Linked DNA regions of Gossypium hirsutum: regions 2 and 3 are each linked to region 1. The links are chromatin contacts, called in public Hi-C maps. All regions are on one chromosome and are shown on one strand. The core of a region is the stretch at or near the end of the contact, and the rest is flanking DNA. Distances in the headings are between cores, read along the strand shown.

The links. A called contact is a pair of places that touch in the nucleus more often than the background predicts.
Region 2: a contact with region 1 is called in a Hi-C map of leaf, with 2.1 times the contacts expected there. The contact joins the promoter of LOC107915906 here to the promoter of LOC121208249 in region 1. A contact is called at or near these places in 3 of 34 Hi-C or Micro-C datasets (all in leaf).
Region 3: a contact with region 1 is called in a Hi-C map of leaf, with 2.5 times the contacts expected there. The contact joins the enhancer-like site here to the promoter of LOC121208249 in region 1. A contact is called at or near these places in 2 of 34 Hi-C or Micro-C datasets (both in leaf).

What each region holds. Positions count from the first base shown.
Region 1 is chrA10:16,485,293-16,489,617 of Gossypium_hirsutum_v2.1, forward strand. LOC121208249 (homeobox-leucine zipper protein ATHB-6) reads right to left here and starts at 1,863. Exons shown (of 3, transcript XM_041078795.1): 1 at 1,326-1,863; 2 at 847-1,229; 3 at 1-748. The coding sequence starts at 1,386. The coding sequence ends at 332.
Region 2 is chrA10:16,293,271-16,297,595 of Gossypium_hirsutum_v2.1, forward strand. LOC107915906 (protein MIZU-KUSSEI 1) reads left to right here and starts at 1,963. Exons shown (of 1, transcript XM_016845094.2): 1 at 1,963-3,091. The coding sequence starts at 2,136. The coding sequence ends at 2,891.
Region 3 is chrA10:16,327,498-16,331,822 of Gossypium_hirsutum_v2.1, forward strand. No RefSeq gene overlaps it. Among protein-coding and RNA genes, the nearest start is that of LOC121207941, 9.9 kb to the left of the region's middle. Within about 2 kb of position 2,229, at least 1 of the 9 cell types and tissues checked has an H3K27ac peak or open chromatin away from gene starts, as enhancers often do. A contact at or near this core is called in leaf, where this site is marked.

The sequences.
Region 1 (4,325 bases), core at 613-3,112:
TTTTCAGCTTTTTCACCATTAGAAGGAAAAAAAGCTTTACTTTTCCTCTGATGGATTTTGGAGATTTTTCCATTTACAGTAGAAGAACAGTAAAAAAAAAAGAAGCTTCCAATTACGACCTAATCATTCGCCCACCGCGTGCACCGCCGCACTGGCCACTCGCCACCTATTGGGTATTGAATTCAACTTCTACCGCCTCCACTTCAACCCATTAATTTCTCTCTTCTTCTTCTTCTTCTTCGGACAAAATTCTTGGAGAGTTTGCCTTATTCTCTTGCATTCCGTTTCTTTAATCCCATAATTGCATACATACATATATGTTTGATTTAGATTAGATCCACCATTGAAGACTTGGAGCTTGTTCATCTGAAAAGAAATTGCAGACTTCATCTGCAGTACTACTGATGAAATCATGCTCTTCCATCTTCACAAATTGCGGGGTTTGATACGTTGTTTTGAACAACTGGAAGCAGTTATTCATGGAGGACGGTGAAGAAGCTGCCCCGTTGTTTGGGCTGCCCCCCTCCATGTCTCCGCCGCTGTTGTTTTCTTCATTCAAGATAGCGCTCGAATCACTATCTGATGATCCGTCTTTCAAGTCCGGGAAAACGGTGTCGCCACCACCACCAACTGATCCATTGCCGCCGCCGTCGTTGAAGCTCTCGCAGTTCACTTCCGCCGGCTCCAATGAGGTACCCAAAGATGAACCCGGCGGCGGCTCGATGAGTTTTGCCTTCAGCTCACTAATCTGCATCATTTTCATACCTTCAACTTTGCTTTACAAATTAAACTCAAAGAGATTCCCAGTCTTACTAAGATAAATGAATAATTGTTATTAATAATTACCTGTTTGAGAAGATCTTCATTTTCATGGCGGAGGTTACTATAATTGAGCTTAAGAGATTCATAACTGGTCTTAAGAACTCCATAATCTCTTTCCAATTGCTTTGTTTTCCATCTAGCACGTCGGTTTTGAAACCAGACAGCAACTTGTCGTGGCTGCAACCCAAGTTCTTGAGCTAGTTTCGATTTTCTGTCGGGTTCGAGTTTGTTTTCAACTTCAAAATTCTTCTCCAATGCCTTCACTTGATCCACACTTAATCGTCTCTTCTTGGCACCCCCGCCATGGCCGACTGTTAATTCTTCAAAACAACCTTCTTCATCGAATCCTTCTAACATCGACTGAAACTCTCGACTGTAAACATTGTTGTTTCTTGGACTACGTTCATCTGTACCAAATCAAAACATATCAACAATTAAGACGCTGATGAACATAAAAGATCTTTTATTTTTTGGTAATAAAAGTTGGGTTTGTTTTATTAGACCTGAAGTTGGGCAGATTGACATCAAAGCACTCAATGAATCTGAGCTGCCAAGTCTCTTCATGGTTGATGATGAACTTAATGATGAAATCAACAATCTTTTTTTTTTCTTTAAAAGATTTTCAATGGATGTTGTTGTTAAAAGAGATTCAACTAAGATTGAAACTCAAACTGCCTTGTTTAAAACAAGACCAAATTGTACAAAGTTGTAATAGTTTACAACATGAAAACAACAACCACTGTCCTGTCTTAACTTCTCCACCATTTTTGTTCTTCTTTAACACAGTTTCTTTCTTACTCTCAGTTCCCATCCAACAATAGACATAACAAGAAAAATAAACAAAACCTAAAATACCCAACAATCAAAGCTTCCATGAGAATCAAAATATATAAAATTATGAATTCTTTTTTTTTTTACATTATAATTAAATTATAGTAGTCTAAAAGACTGTTCATCGAGAAAAGAAAATTGTGAAAAGAAGAAGACGGAGGAGGTATTTTCAGGTGAAAGAGAGAGATGAAAGAGAAGATTTTAGAAGGAGCTGGCTAGCAAAGTTTCCCATACCTTTAAATAAAACTAAGATAGGTCGTATTTGGGTTAGAATCTTACTAGGGTTAGGTACAATCAGCAAAGCAAATGGAAATGAACCCAAAATTCAATCCAAATGCAATGTTTTTGTTTACTGTATATGAGTTCTATTCTATTATTTTAATTTTATTTGTTCAAATCCACCCAAGTGAAATAAACTTTAAGTTAAATAATATTTTTAAGTTAAATTTTAAAAAATAAAAAATCAAATTAAAATATTATTAACAATATAAATAATTATAAATTAGAGTATATAAATTTAAAATCATATATATTTGAAAACTATTTTAAAAGAAAAAAAAAAACAAAATACCCCTCATGATAATCTTGATTTGAAAATTTAATTCTTTAATGCCTTAAATTTGTCATTTTGGGAAAAAAACATTTTTTTATAATTTAAATTTTTATATAATTTTTAGAATTTTTTTAAATCTATCATTTTTATAAAAATATTTTAAAGAATATTTTAAATATTTTGTAATTTTGTTTGAGAGAAATTAATTTGTTCATTTTTCTAAATTGACAGGGATTCAAGTGGTATATACACCAATTTGTTATTTGGGTTATTCAAATTATGTAAGTTATAAAATTTAACTCGATTCGAACTCTAAAAACTGAATTACTTATTTGAGTTGATTAAAAAAACCAAATAACTAGATTTGATAATTACAAGACTAATTTTTTTTCGATTTTCCCAACTCACATCGAATTTTGCTCTCCACTATTAATATATATTGTGATACAAAATTTTTAATTTTCTACATATGCATGTATGACATTTTTTATTTTAATCAATTTTTACATACTACTCACATGGCACTATTTTAAGTTTAATTATTGTATACATAAATAAATATATTTATTAATAAAAAATAATTGAATCTATTTTCTTAAAGTATAAAAAAAATCAAAATTAAAATTTCATACATATAATTGAAACAAAATCAAATTTTCATGTTTATATTATGTTAGTTCTAATTTTTCATGTATTTTGATATAACAAAAAGGTATATTAAAAATCCCCTACTTAGATTGGCAAAAATTGTTTATAAGTCCTTAAACTTATTTTCAAAGTGTTGGACAAGATAAACATTTAAAAAGCCTTAAATTAAGTTTGAAGGACTTCTATTGATACTTAGGAGGACAAGTATCGTAGAACTCAAGATGGAAAGACTTTGAAAAGGCTACAGAATTCTACCGTACAACTCTAGGTTCTACCGATACAACCCAAACTTTTATTGATAGAACGCATTCAAGTATGCAAGGTAGTTTTGGCCTAGAGTCTCTATCGACCCCTTGGTCCGACCTATCGATACAACCAGAGTTCTAACGATACCTTAAGGACTTCTACTTAGACAAGTCAAGGCAGTAGCCAAAGTTAGTTGAAACCTCAAAGTTCTATCGGTACAAGAGGACCTCTACTGATACAACGAGCCCAATGATCATATTTTAGAAGGACTTCTATCGATACAATGAAGATGCAGACTGCATTTAATGCTAGTTTTTATGGCTATAACGACTCTATTTTGTTTCTAACGGCTACAAATGTCCACAAGGTTGTTAGAGGATTTAAATACAAAGTTAATGCTTTTCATTAATAATATAGAAACAAGTGCCTAAATTTTAAGAACTCAAAATTTCAAACTTTCACAATCTTTTACTAAATATTTCTTGTACACACTTATATGTTAAGTTTTCTATCATTCTTTCAAGTGTTGTAACTTTATGTGAGAATTTAATTATTGATTATCTATATTTTAGAGGTATCATCTTATTCATCATTATTTTCTCTCATTTGTGAGGTGTTACTTAAGGTTTTGGGTAGAAAACCTTAAAGAGAAGTGGTTGTAACATCCCTAACCTGTATCCGTCGTCGGAATAGGGTTACGAGGCATTACTGAATAACATACCTCATTTACATACATTTAAGCATTCATAATTGAAATCAAATCAAATCATTCACATTGTCCCTTATAAGGTCCTACGTGACCTTAAAACATGCTTAGAAGTGGTTCAAGACTAAACCGAAAACATTTGCAAACTTTGAGGAACTTAGAAAATTTTTCAACATATAAGGGTCACATGCCTGTGTGAATAGGCCGTGTGCCTCACACGGCCACCAAACACGCCCGTGTCACAGACTGTATGAAAACAGGGCATATATACTGACTTGTACCACACAGCTGAGTACACGCCCGTGTGCCAGACTGTGTGAAATCTAAAGGGGTTACCGACTTCGGTCACACGGCTGACCACACACCCATGTACCAGGCCGTATGCCTCACACAAGGCCAGTTGACACGCCCGTGTGTCTAGACCGTGACAAACCTGTAGGGTATACTGACTTAATTTCGAAGGGCTACCCCAGGGGACACACGACTGTGTACCAAGGCCATGTGTCACACACAGTCGAG
Region 2 (4,325 bases), core at 713-3,212, 190 kb before region 1:
TGACTTGAAAGGAACAATGCACGGGTGCCAGCATCCCATGGCCGACACCCTGTCAGAAATTTCCCAATAATTACCTGATGATTGGAACAAAGATTAAAATTTTTTTTTTGTGCAATGGCTAGCACCCATGTGTATTTTTTTCACTCGTATTTTGTACAATACATGTAATACCGAGTATAAAAAAATATTTTAGGTGTTGTGTAGTAGATGGTCGACACCCATTTTCAATTTTTTTTTTGTGTTGGCATTATGGTAACCAACACCCCTTTTCAGTATACAGTCACCCAAATGGGTGAACAAATTACTACCAAATAGTTCTGTGCCTATTAACTCTGTAAATTCTTTAAGGTGGGTATCATCTCACAATCATTTGTGCTTATTTTAAAAGTTACCACCGTATATTTACTGAAATAGCTCAAATAAAGGTATATTTGTTTACCTATAAAAGTTTTTACGAAAAATGTTTTCAATTTTTTCTAACGTTTGTTTGGCTGAAAATGATTTTCTATGGTAAAACTATTTCCAAAACATGGGAAACTGGTGCTTGTTTTCAGGAAATGTCTAACTTTTTTTTTTCTATTAAGACATTTTCCAATCGATTTTCTCTTCACATCTCATCACTCTACTAAACTCTCTTCCCCTTCCTCGTCGTTGCGACCTCGACCCAGGATTCATCTCTATATCGACCTCGACCCAACATCCTTAATTATCTTTATTTACTTGTTTTCAAATGTATAAAAGTTAAATTAGTTTTTTAGAGGAATCAATTTACTTAAATTTAAAATCGAAAGAGAAATAAAGGATATTTAAACCAACAAAATACATTTAAGGGACGTCAAATGCGGAGGAGATAGGAATTTGTAGGGGCTGAGTTGAGGAAGCGTTGAATATATGTAATTTTTATGAGCATACGAGTGTAATAAAAATTTTAATATTATTTAAATGTATTTAAAAAATATTCTTTTAAAAGAAAAATTATCTGTGACTGCTTAAAATTCAGAATTTTAAATAAACTACTACTTTTTAACATCTAACTAATCACTCTTATTAACGTAATTTCTCAAATTAGAAAAAGCTATTTGCTCCCTTTTTTATAACATTATTTCTCAAAATGAAAATTTTATATATGAAAATTAAATTTTTTTCAGCTCCATTATTGTTAATTAATATTAAAACTTTTTATATGAATTCAAAGGTAGAATACAAATAATGGAATTAAAAATCAAATATAAAATTCGGATTTATACATACATTTTTTATTGAGTTAATATCATTAATCAAATTAGTTTTGTAAGTACAATGGATTAATCTCAATTCAGAAAAAGACAAGAAAAAAACTACAATTTAAATATAGGTTAAATTATACTCTTAGTTTTTTTACTTTGTAAAACTTGTTGATTGAATCACTATATTTTAATTTGGTCAAATTTAGTTTATATGCTTTTTGAATTTTAAAATTTTAATTATGACCCAAATAGTAGCAATTAGGTTAAATTCAATTATTAGTCTTGTACTATGCATACAATTATTGATTTGGTTCATATTTTCTAATTGGATCATTTTATGTCCTTGTAATTTCTAAATCATGAAATTCCAATCTTGACGTAAATGAAAAATTGTTAATCCATTAATTAATTTTTTTATTGAGTAATAAGTGAAAATAATAAGCTGACATGACATTACATGTATGATCATATGTTTGGTCCATTAGATTTTGGAAATAGTAGAACTTAACTTAATGAACTTAACAGTTATTATTTTTTAGGACTAAAATTTAAAATTTTAAAAATTATAAAGACTAAAAATGACTAAATTAAAATGTAAAGATTAAATTCACAACTTTAACAAAATACATGGACTAATAACATCATTTAACCTTGAATATATGTATAATTTGAATAATGATAATGGCAACTACCCAACAAAAAGAAAAATGATGTACATTTTGAATGTTCCTAATAAAGAGGCAGAGGCTTAGGAACTAAAAATTGACCATAATTATATGGAAAATCCTATGCCTCAAACCAATACCTACCTAACCTGAAACATGCCCACCTATCTGCATCTTTCATCATCTATCTCCCACTCTCTCCCATGGCCTTGCCTTGTCCCTGGTTCTTCATCAACGTCCATTAATGGCGGACTCTAAGCCTAACACCGGCAACGGCAACTCCAGGGACGGATCCACTGCCCCACCACCCAACCCTTCTACCCCCAAAGCTTCTTCATCTCCACAACCCTTCTCCCTTATCCAACCATCCGAATTACAGTCCAAGAAACAAAAACGCAAAGTCCTTCGAGCTTTCCGTTCAGTTTTCCGGGCTTTCCCCATCATCACTCCCGCATGCAAGTTCCCCACCAGCCCTGGTTTACAAACCGACTCTCACATCAGCATCTCGGGGATTCGAGTCACCGGAACTTTGTTCGGGTATCGTAAAGGCAAAGTTAGCCTTTCGATTCAAGAGAGCCCCAAGTGTCTCCCTTCTTTAGTCATTGAGTTTTCCTTGCAAACCAACGCGTTACAAAAGGAACTCAGCGCGGGCATGGTGAGAATCGCTTTAGAATGCGAAAAACGATGTGGGAAAGAGCAAGTTAAGCTATTCGATGAGCCTTTGTGGACGATGTTTTGCAACGGGAAAAAGACAGGCCACGGGGTTAAACGAGAGGCGACGGCGGAGGATTTGCACGTTATGGAGCTTCTCAAGGCGGTTTCAATGGGGGCTGGGGTTTTGCCGGGGAATTCTGAAACTGAGGGTGTTGATGGAGAGTTGGCCTATATTAGAGCCTTTTTCGATCGAGTCGTTGGCTCCAAGGATTGCGAGACCCTTTACATGTTGAGCCCCGATGGAAATACTGGTCCTGAGCTCTGTATATTTCTCGTCAGGATGTGATAAAAAAATGGCGCCCGCCAGTGATGGACTTTATCAAAGTTTTCATTTCATTAGCGTTGCTAACATATATATGAATATCGTTCTTTCGTGGTAGATGAAGCCCAAAAAAAGAAAAAGGGTTGCATAGGGATGTTTAGATAAAGTTTGGTGGAAACCAGTCTATTTAAATTGATTGATTTATTGATTGGTATTGTTTTTAACAGGGATTTTGTTTTCATTCTTTTTTAATCTAGTTTCACAAAGAGCAGAATTACAATTTAAGTCAAAATCTAAATGGTACGTTAGGCGTACGTAGCAGTGCATGCATGGGTGTTTTTGAATCTCCCGAATATGTGAAGCCCCTCAAACTTCACTTACACCCTTCTCTACCACTCGTCAACATATAAAGTTGAATAAGTTTTGTAGTCCACGGGACACTTTAATGCTCTATTTTGCAACAATGGCTTCTTCAGATGGGAATTAAACAATGATTTTACACTTTTGTTGGGAAAGAAAATTATTTGCTAAATAGTAAAAATGGTTAAATTGTTGGAAAAAGTTTTTGGTTTCTCCTCCCCACTCCCCATATTTATCATCTCTTTTCATTTTACTCTCTCATTTTTATTTTCTTCTTTCACTCTCTTATCTCTAATGTTTATTTATTTTTGCTCTTTTCACTTTCCACTTCCTTCAATCTCTTCTCTCCCATTTTTATTTATCTTTTTTTGTTGTTGAGAAAGCTTGAAAATAACTGAAGAAGAAGAAGAGTAGATCAGACGTACAGCAGAGGGGACACGGGTGGGTGGTGGGAAAATTTTAGGGTTTTTTCTTTAAATTTTAAATTTGTTTTATTATTTTTGGGCTACGACTTAGGTTGGGTTTGTAAAATTTAAAATTTTGGGCCGGTTTAGAAGGTATTTGGGCAGAAAAGGGTTTTTTTGGTCCCAGAAAATTTTAGCCCAAAATAAATAAAAACCGGTTCAGCTGGCCGGTTTTTAATGGTTCGTTCGGTAGGTGATTCACGGTTCAATTCAGTTTTTGATTCTTATTCCAGACTTTGGTATTGATAGATTCTCAATCAGACTGATCGGTCTGATTTCAAAAATACTAAAATTATAATCCTATACTAACTTTCCGAAATTTTAACTTGAACTTCATCATTTTACTCAGTAATATATCAAGATATTTAGAAAACTATAAGGCACGTATTGCATCTATGTCAATGTTCCGTATACTATAAATGTTCATTCAGTATAAGAACACGAGTAGGATGACCATGCTAAGGGAAGTTTGTAGTAATATTTTTTGGGACGTCTCATTCGAAATCGACATCATCACTATTGCCTTCTTTTTTGTCATTGACATCATCAAGCATATCATCGATATTGGGAGTACTAAAATTTCTCGACCTCCACATCATCGTATGGGACATCCTCTATATTAGGCTAAAGAACA
Region 3 (4,325 bases), core at 979-3,478, 160 kb before region 1:
ATAGATATGTAACATCATAATTGTGGAGTAAAGGGCCCATCCATCCTGACAAAATCCAGATGAGATGCAATGTGAAAGCAATAGTGTTGATTTACAGTTAAATCCATTAAATGAGGCTTTCTCTTTCAATGTATTGTCTCATCAGCTTATTCATAAATAGGGGTAGATAAAGAGTCCTATCGATATGCAATTAAATCCGAGCTGTGGCTTTTGTTGCCCCCACACCCCCACGAGGCAAGGCACCACCCACTGAGCTGAGCCTGGTTTAACGTTTAATGCTTTCTCTGCCAGATATCTGCTGGTTGGTGAAGGAGCCTCCACTATTTTAAGTTCCATTCCGGTTTAAATGCATGCCACCTGTTGTGAGAATGACTTTTTTTTTTCATTTTTCTTAAAAGTACTTAATTTCAACTTTCATGTAATAAATGCAGAAACGAGCAATTAACAAGTTTGAATTCCTCCCTAGTACTTGTTCGGCAAGGTACGCCAAGTCAATAAGACAATGACAATTAAAATAGCTTGGAGTCATTTTAAATCCATGTTATATCACTTATGTTTTTTTTTCCATAAAATAGGATTCATACAAGTGGAATTTTACAAAATAATCAACAAGATTAGTACAAGTTCGTCTTCATTAAAGAGTCTATAAATTCATTTTAAAGAAAAACTTAAAGATTGAACAAATTAAAATAAAAACCTTCGAAAATAGAGGTGAAGTGGACAACACCATTTGTATAACATGCGGATCACACAGGAAAAGGGCAAATGAAGAGTGTGCTTTCTCCTTAATTCTTCTCCTTTTCCCTTCATTAATCCTCTAGCTTATTTTATTAAACTTTCTCTATTATTAAACATTTTAGACAGCTTCTCAAAACACAAACTCTAATGCTTTCTAGTACCCTTTTGTTCTATAGTAACTTACAAAAATGTTAATAATATAACTCTTAACATTTTGTTCGAATAGTGTTCTTATAGAAATGATGTTAATATTTTGATTGAAGTAATTAACAATATAATTATTTAGACTAACTAATGATATTATAAAATAACAGGACCAAATTATGTCAAAAATATCAAGTATATAGATGAAATTTCATGTTTTAGTCTAGTAAAGTTTGACTATTGTCTAATAATGCCTAAAAAAACGAAACAAAACAAACTCCAAAAAATAAGAGATCACGTGTACCCTAAATTATGTAACATTTTAATAAAAAATTTAATGATATTAACTATTTAAACTAATCAATATTATTATAAAAAATAGAAATCAATTTATATTAAAAATTAAAGTATAAAAATTAAAATTAAAATTTAAACCTAATAAAAAATATTAAAATTGAAATTTAACTATTTTTCTATAATGTTAAAAAAACACTATTGTACTCCTAATAGAAATCAATTGAATTAAATCGAGGTTGACATTACATTTAAACAAAATAGATTCAAGCAAGGAAGTTTTTTGTCATCCATAAAAGAAAACATGCTTATAAAGAGTCTAGGTAGAGGTGTTTATGGGTTAGACTGAGCCAAAATTAAGTCAAGCCTATACAAGGTTTTTAAACCAAATATTCAAGCTCAGGTTCGACCCAAAAAATAGACTTACTTTTTTGCCCAAGTTCGGTCTAATTTAAAAAAGGTAAATTTGAGCCTCACCCGACCTGCTCATATTTGATTTTTTATATTAATTTTTATTTGAAAATAAATTTTAAAAAATATAATACAGCACTAAAAAATGTTAAAATAAAAGTTTTCTAACACATCAAAAAGTATTTATATTAAAAAAATACTACCATAAATATAATAAATATTTTATTATATTAAAAAAAACATAAATAAATACAATATATATTTTATTGTATTAAATATATATTTTAAAGTTTTATATTTTAGGTGGATTTTTTTTAAAGTTTTGAATAATAAATTTAATTATTATTAGGTTAGTGAGCTAATATAAATATAAATATAATTTAATATATATAATTAATATAATATTTTTTATAATATAATATATTCGAATTCTGTTGAATTTGAACTAAAAAAATCTTAGCCAAAAGCTCTATTCATATAGAGAATAAACCTTAATTTTAGTCAAATTCATTTTTTAAATATTATATTATATTTAAAATTTTTTATTTTTTAAGCTTAGTTTCGAATATGGATAAATGACCCAGTCCACGAAAGTCTGGGTCACATCTGTTTTTCCCTTGGGTTTCAGCTTGTGTTTTTTGGATGTTTGCACATCTATTTGATATCGACAGCCACATTAGCTTCAACTCGAATATCATGCCAAATTATTTTTAAAAGGAAAAGAATAAAAATATAAAATTTGTGGGTAAAGTTGAGTGATTTAGGCAAATCAAATCAGGGGTACAATTCATGTTCAGCGAGATTAAACTTCAAGTGTCAGATCCTGCTTCCATCATATCAAGCGTTTGCAAATTTCCTGGTGGGACGTCCTTGCTCAATTTGCTTCAGCATGCTACAATTTCTTCATTTACTCTAAACCAACTCTTCAATCCAGTCACAAAAGTTCAAGTTTGATTTTAAAATAAGTTTTACCTACTCAACTTTTAATAAATTTTTATTTTAACTACTCATTTTCTTTTAAAATTAATTTTATTAAAAAAATCTAGATTTATAAATAGAATTGAGTTATTCAATAGCGAAAATAATATTTGAATTTTTTCTTATAACTCAATTCATTATAAAAACTCAATTTTTTTATGTAAAAACCTAAGTAATTCACTGAAAAAATTTAAGTTTTCCACTTGTCACTAAAAAAGAAAAAACTCAAGTTATAAAACCCAGTTATTTTCTTATAAAACTCCAAAATTTTCTTCTTATCGAGAAAAATTAAAATATATTTTAAAAAGAGAAAAATAAAGAAAATTAAAAGGATAAATGACTGTTCTATGTAAATATCTAAATTTTTTCATGCACACCCAAGTCATTCCCTTTTACTAAAAAAAACTAAAATTAAGTCCAAAAAATTAAAGACTCATTAAAAATATAAAATAAGTGACAAAAATAAAATATACTAAAGTGAGTAACCAAAATGAATATACAATAACATTAAATTGGTAGTGAGTGATCAAAATAAAAATAATTTTAACAGCAGTACTTAACGAAAATGGTTTTTAACGACTATGCTTAAAATGAATTTTTTTTTATGCTCAAAATATATAATTTTAAAAATTATTAACCTTTAATAAAAAATTATCTTTATTTTTTCATTCAAACCTTTGTCAAGTTTTTAATTAAAAAAACTCAATAGAAATTAGGTATTAAAAACACTCAATTACACTCGAAAACTAATTTGGGTTACTCAATAACTTAGACCCAATTAATCAAATGTTAAAATACTCAAATTTGAATTTTTTTAGATCGACTTGTATACAAGTTGAGTGGCACACCTAATTTGCTATGCTGGAGACTAGTCAGGGTGAGTTGGATAAGAATATTTTTTGTTGGAAGTTGAATTGATTTTAAATTTAAATTAAATATGATTAAAAATGTTTTTATTTAAATGTAAATATAAAACTAATAATAAAATGAACTAATTGAACTTATCTCTAACACAGCCAAACCATTTATTCTACCTGCTATAGGAGTAGAAAATTGTTAATTTAAAAGATGGGAGACAAAGTCACTGAAAATGATAATAAAATATTGATTACAAAAAGAAACTAATAAAAAAAAGACAACTTTTAGTTTTAGTTTTTTATAAATGTATTTTTGTATCTTTTATGACTGATTAATTTTTTAAGACTCGAAACTACAATTAGTGGTGGAAGAAGAATTTGTTGCAACAAGAAGGAATGAGCAGAAGATGTGGAGATTAGGTCTGCCCGCCTGCCTTGTAGATCGGCTGAAGCAGAATAGTCCAAAGCCCAAGAAAGGGTTAAATGAATGAAAAATGTTAATATTTAAAACCCTATACAAAATAATAATAATAAAGTTAAAAAATATGAATTAGCGAATAAAATATGCGCATCAAATTTAAACGAAAATGAAAAGGTAAAGCTGAAACGAATTTGGAACTTAAAACCACAACTGGTTAATTAAACAGATATCTAATAAATTTTATATTGAGTTGATTTTAGTTTTAATTAATCAAATATATAGTATAAATAAATTTTATGTATGATGGGATTCGAATATAAAATTTCATAACTTTAATAACAATATTAAATTTTTAAGAAAAAAAGATTTGTAAAATGAATAAATCTAAAGACTATTTGCATTCCAATCAATTTATTCAATCACTTTTAAAATAAGATACTAATTAAATCTAAAATTAAATTCTAGTTACGCCTGCTAAGAGC